2 separate regions of the Zea mays genome follow, and region 1 is linked to region 2. Evidence: chromatin contacts called from public Hi-C data. All regions are on one chromosome and are shown on one strand. The core of a region is the stretch at or near the end of the contact, and the rest is flanking DNA. Distances in the headings are between cores, read along the strand shown.

Region 1 (2,700 bases), core at 183-2,682, 150 kb after region 2:
GTACGTACCGGCAAGCAGGCCGCGGAAGAGCTTGCCGACGGCGGCGGAGAGGTCGGCGTAGCCGCCGTACGCCGTGAGGTCCACCTTGCGCCCGATCGGCACGCCGTCCATGTTGATCTTCACGAACAGGCCGTCCTTGGCGCTGCCCTCCTGGCGGGTGTGTTTCCCCGACGACGGCCTGGAGGAGGAGGCGGCCAGGTTCCTCCGGAACGACCGCACCGGCGGCCACCCCACCACCGGCGCCGCGCCCGCTGGCCTGACCCTGGCGGATTGAATTGAACGACCATTAAGAAAAAAAATGGACCTTTAGACAGTTGCCTTTTAGAAAAGCGAACAGAGAGAACAACAGCAACACCCGGCAGCCCGGCACCACCACCACCACCACCACCCACCTTGCCTTGGAGACATTGCTCCCACTGGCGGCCTGGATAGCGTAGGCAGAGGCCTCGGCGGGCTCCTCCCTGGCGGCGTCCAAACCTGAGGCTACCAAACGTCAGAACATGGAACCACGTAGCCATTTGCGACAGGAAACAAGAAGTGTACTACTAGCTCCAATCGTGGCAGACGAACACCTGAAGGCCGGGCGAAGTAGGCCGGGAGGCCGAGGCTGAGCTCGAGGCCGCTGTCCAGGGCCTCCTCTCCGGCTCCGAGCGGGCCGCGCCACGCCATGATCGCCGCCGCCCGCGTCCCTGAAGCTCGCGGTCACGGTCACGGGTCACTGGCACGACTCAAGCAGAAGCAGGCAGAGAAGCGAGCAGTGGTTCGGCAAGAGAGGGTGTGTGTATATAAACGAGGATGGCGACCGGGGAGGAAAGGCTGCCCCCGCCTGCCTCAGCGAGAGAGAGAGAAGAGTATAGGAGAGCGCCAGAGCGGTGAACAGAAGAGGAGGCAGGAAGACGACGGAAGGAAGCACAGGTGCTGCGCCTCGCGGTGCCCGAGGTGACCAAAAGGCGGCAAGGGAACAAGAGGTCAGAAGGCTCCCTCCCTGAAACGTACACGTACTACTACGTGACGGCCGAGCCTCAAAGCTGCAGGTGTGAGGGAATAAGGTCCAGTCGCACGGACGAAAGACAGCGGACAACAAGTACTAGGCTCCTCTGTTCCGTTCCGTCCGTCGCCCGCACCCTCTCTCTCTCTCTCTAGCTCGCAGTCGCACAGCCGGCAGCTAGAGCTCGGTCGCTGCCTGCTTCCCTCTTGCCTGTAGCTCTACAGTAGCAGAGGAGCTAGCTACTGTAGTACAAGATATGCAGGGCGAGATTCCAAGGAGCACAAGGAAAGCCGGCAAGAGCTACAGAGGGCTATGGTGGCCGCCCCGCCCGCCAAGCAAGAAGAAGCAACGGCTGCCTACCGATCGAGATCGCCGTCGGTCGTCGGTCCGTCTCTCTTCTATCTCTCTCTCGTGCGCTCCAGGTCTAGGGAGGTTGCCAGGTGTGTGTGAGAGAGAGTGTTGCGGTGCTCGTCTTGCCTCTTGCCCCTTATAAATAAAAATGGCGGCAAAAAGCGAAACGAATCTGCTCCATGGCACGCACGCATCGCTTCATCCCTCCCTCCGCCGTGTTCCTCTCCTTTTTTTTTCATTATATGAAAACCTTAACGGGGATACAGACGGATCTTCGCTGCGCAAAGCAAACTCTACGCATTACACTATCCAGCGACTAATAAAAAGAAACGGAGGGAGTACTACGTACGAGTATCTCGCAGTGTGCACGGCACTCCCTACACGACCTCACAAAACGACGAGCGTTCTTACGTTCACTCGATCCGAGCTCACAAAATGACCGCAGAAACGAGTTGCCGTTGCCGAAATGCGGCAGCTAGCTCCGTGGCCACTGGCCACTGGCGTTTGCTGTTTGCACTACTAGTACGTACAGTAGATGTAGACGCGTCATGCATGTGTGAACGTGACAAAAAACGGCGGTGCTGGTGCTGGTGCTGGATAAAAGAAGAAGGCAAGCAAGGCCATCGGATAAGACGATAAGCTCCGAAATTCTGGCCATGGCCGCAGCATTTGGTCGTCTGGGTTTTCCTCTCTCTCTTTTTTTATAGCCTGTAAAAAAGAAAAGAAATTGCAGGATGCAGATCGAGCGCGTCAAGCTGACTTTGCAGGATTTTGGGGGGTGGGGGGGGGGGGGGGGGGGGGGAAGAAACAGGACAGGAGTTTGGCGTGATGTCATTCTGTCTAGTGAGGGAGTATTATATCATGCTGTTTATACGGATCCTGTTTGGATCCTTTTCTACGATTGGCTACAGACACTGACACGACTTTTAGTTAGTCCACCCTCAAACCAAGGACCAGTTTATTAACTAGACAATTCAAATAAGATACCTATTCGAATGAGAGAGAGAGAGAGAGAATATAAGAGTCATCTCGTATTCTCGTAGCAGCAAACAACAGATAGAACGGTTTGCAAGTCACAAACTGTGCCAAAAAGGCTGATGCCCGCTCGCCAAGGCGCACAGGCACAGATGCAGATGCCCGCGGCTGCAGAGCCTGCTGCTATCGCGGGGGATTGGCAGTAGCCCACACAGGCACACAGACAGAGTAGCTCCGTCACTGCTGGCCGGGTCCCACACCGCCGGCACGCGAAGCAGCCAACGGGGAGACGAAACGTGCTGCTGCCTTTCCTGGGTCCGTGTCACCGCGGCGGGGCTCACATGGCTGCCTGGAGGCGACGGGTGGCTCAGGCTCAGGCCGCGTCG
Region 2 (2,700 bases), core at 174-2,673:
AGCAGAGAGAGAGAGAGAGAGAGAGAGAAACTTAAGCTAAATCATGTGATGATTAATTGGTACAGGGGAGGGGGCAAAAAAGAATCTTTAGTGAACAGTGGAACAGTATTCAGACGAGCCGACTGTTGCATGGTCCCCTGTGTCTGTGCGCGTATGTGTAATGTGTTTGTGGAGTGAGTGACCACAGAAGAAGAAAGAGTGGAAGACGAAGGAGGGATCAATCAAGAGGAGAAAGCCAGGTAGCTAGCCAGCCACTGACCAAGAAGCGTCTGAATGCCGTCTGGATCTTGACGGCGGCGCCGGCGCGGCCGCGGGGGTCCAGCACGGGCACCGGCCCTCCGCCGCCGAAGACCGGGCCCTGGCTGGTGAGCCGGACGACCTCGACCGCGGCCTGCGCGGCGGCCACGGCCGCGTCCGCCGCCGCCGCTGTGGCCGCGGCGACGGCGATGGCGTGCTTGCTCTGCTGCCGCCCCGTGTCGTCGTAGAGCGACTTGAGCCACGCGGCCTCGGCGGCCCGCGCGATCGCCGCGTTGCCACCGCCGCGCACGGAGCCCTCGGTCGCCGCCGCGGCGGCCTCGGCCGAGTCCCGCGAGGACCTCGCGAAGCTCCAGCGCTTCCTGTCCGCGGTGGGCGGCGCCGGCGAGGCCCGCCTCTCCTGGTCTTTCCTCCCGCCGCCGAGCAGGCCGCGGAGCCACCTCGCCGCCTTGCCCATCCCCGGAATTCGCAGCCGGCAAGTGAAGCTCGGCTCCGCTCCGCTCCGAGCCTAGCGGGGGACTGAGTCACTGAGGTGCGGTAGAACTAGAAGCAGCTGAAGTGAGGGGGTGGCAACGGCCGGTGGAGTTAGAAAAATGGAGCCTGGGACTGGGACTGCGAGTTTGAATAAGAGAGGGAAAGCAGGGGAGGAGCGGGTTTGGAATAAAACGAGAGGAGGGCGGGCCATTAGCGGACAAGAGCACCCGGAAAGATGCAGCGCAAGAAGGCAGAGACGACGGGTCGGGGGACCCTCTCCTCTCCTCACGCTGCTACTAGCTGAATATTCGTGTGTTTTTTGTGCGGCGTGTAAACCGACTTAGCTGACGCCCTAGTAGCTGGCTGCGCAAAGGCACGAGATGGACGACGGGTCGGGGGACCCTCTCCTCTCCTCACGCTGCTACTAGCTGAATATTCGTGTGTTTTTTGTGCGGCGTGTAAACCGACTTAGCTGACGCCCTAGTAGCTGGCTGCGCAAAGGCACGAGATGGACGACGGGATTAAAGAAAAAAGAAATGGGCGTCGCCGTCCCAAATCCAAGAGGTTTTTTTGAGTTGGTGCGTGCGCCGTGGACGATGAGTTCAAAAAGCGGCAGGATCAGTTCAAAAGGCGCGACGAAGGTGCTGGCGCTGCTGCTGGCGGTGATGTGTCTAATGGCGGCAGTGACGTCGTGGCTCGTGTACTACTGATGTGCAGTTGCAGTGGTAGTACTACTAGTCGTGTGAGTGTGATGGATGGATGTATCGCGATCGCAAGGGCAGGGACATACTATGATACTGACACTTGTATATTATACAACTGTGATCATAATAAAGTACTCCATGCTTTGTCCTTAATTTATAAAGTATATATATTATAAAAAAACACAAAGTCAAGAAAGCTTTCGTACCTGCAAAGAGAGCAAGATGGTGCGGTGAAATTTACAAAAAAGGTTTGTCCTTAATTTGGCGCAGGTGTCTCTCATACTTCAACTGTGCTGCACTGCATGATCTGCGTCTTGGCAGCCTGTGTGTGTCCAGCATGGATTTTGATTGGCTGATATCGCGTTCTGACCTGGTTTATATCAGCTCCAGTCAGCTAGGTTAGATTGGGTTGGCATAGTCTCTGCTTGTTTGTGTTTTATCGAACCAATTTTTTGAAAGAGGCAGAAGTACCTTGTTTTTGTATAAAAAGCATACAGAGGTTTGATACAAACGCCGACACCCATGCTCGACTAGCTCGGTTATCCGTTTATGATACTGTTGGATCGTGCATATATATAATCACGCAAAACATTATTTACGCTATAAACTGTACTAGCTAGACAAAAAGAAAAGAAACATATATAAAAACAAGTACCAAAGCCTCCAGTGACAAACATCTAGCTAGGATTAAACAAAAAACAACCAAAGACTTGTCGTAGAAGCCTCTCTGTTTCCATGACTTCGTTTTTCCTTATCTTCAGCAACATTAGGGCATGTACGACTCTAAGCCCTTGGATCATTAGCAATATACGAGCAATTAGTGTATATATGTAGCGCCAAATTTCTTTTTTTCTTTTTTTTTTTTCATCCGATGGGATACGCGCATGTAAAACATTATTTACGCTATAAACTGTACTAGCTAGACAAAAAGAAAAGAAACATAAAAACAACTACCAAAGCCCTCCAGTGGCAAACATCTAGCACGGATTAAACCAAAAACAACCAAAGACTTATCGTAGAAGCCTATCTATTTCCATGACTTCGTTTTTTCTTATTTTCAACAACATTAGGGCATGAACGACCCTGAGCCCTTGGATCATTAGCAATATACGAGCAACCGTAGCAATGTACGAGCAATTAGTATATATATGTAGCGCCAAGTTTCATTTATTTATTTATTTGCATCCGATGGGATACGCTCAGATATAACAAGTACGACGTGCAACCAATGAGTATGAAGCTCCTTCCCGCCAGCTTGATTGCCCAT

What was found. A called contact is a pair of places that touch in the nucleus more often than the background predicts.
Region 1: a Hi-C map of leaf shows a contact between it and region 2, with 4 times the contacts expected there. The contact joins the promoter of LOC100274580 here to the promoter of LOC103649639 in region 2. A contact is called at or near these places in 2 of 25 Hi-C or Micro-C datasets (both in leaf).

The regions. Positions count from the first base shown.
Region 1 is chr3:7,050,188-7,052,887 of Zm-B73-REFERENCE-NAM-5.0, forward strand. It overlaps LOC100274580, which reads right to left and starts at 1,433. Exons shown (of 6, transcript NM_001148933.1): 1 at 573-1,433; 2 at 393-477; 3 at 9-262. The coding sequence starts at 669.
Region 2 is chr3:6,902,012-6,904,711 of Zm-B73-REFERENCE-NAM-5.0, forward strand. It overlaps LOC103649639 (protein IQ-DOMAIN 14), which reads right to left and starts at 1,424. Exons shown (of 3, transcript XM_008675371.4): 1 at 260-1,424. The coding sequence starts at 712.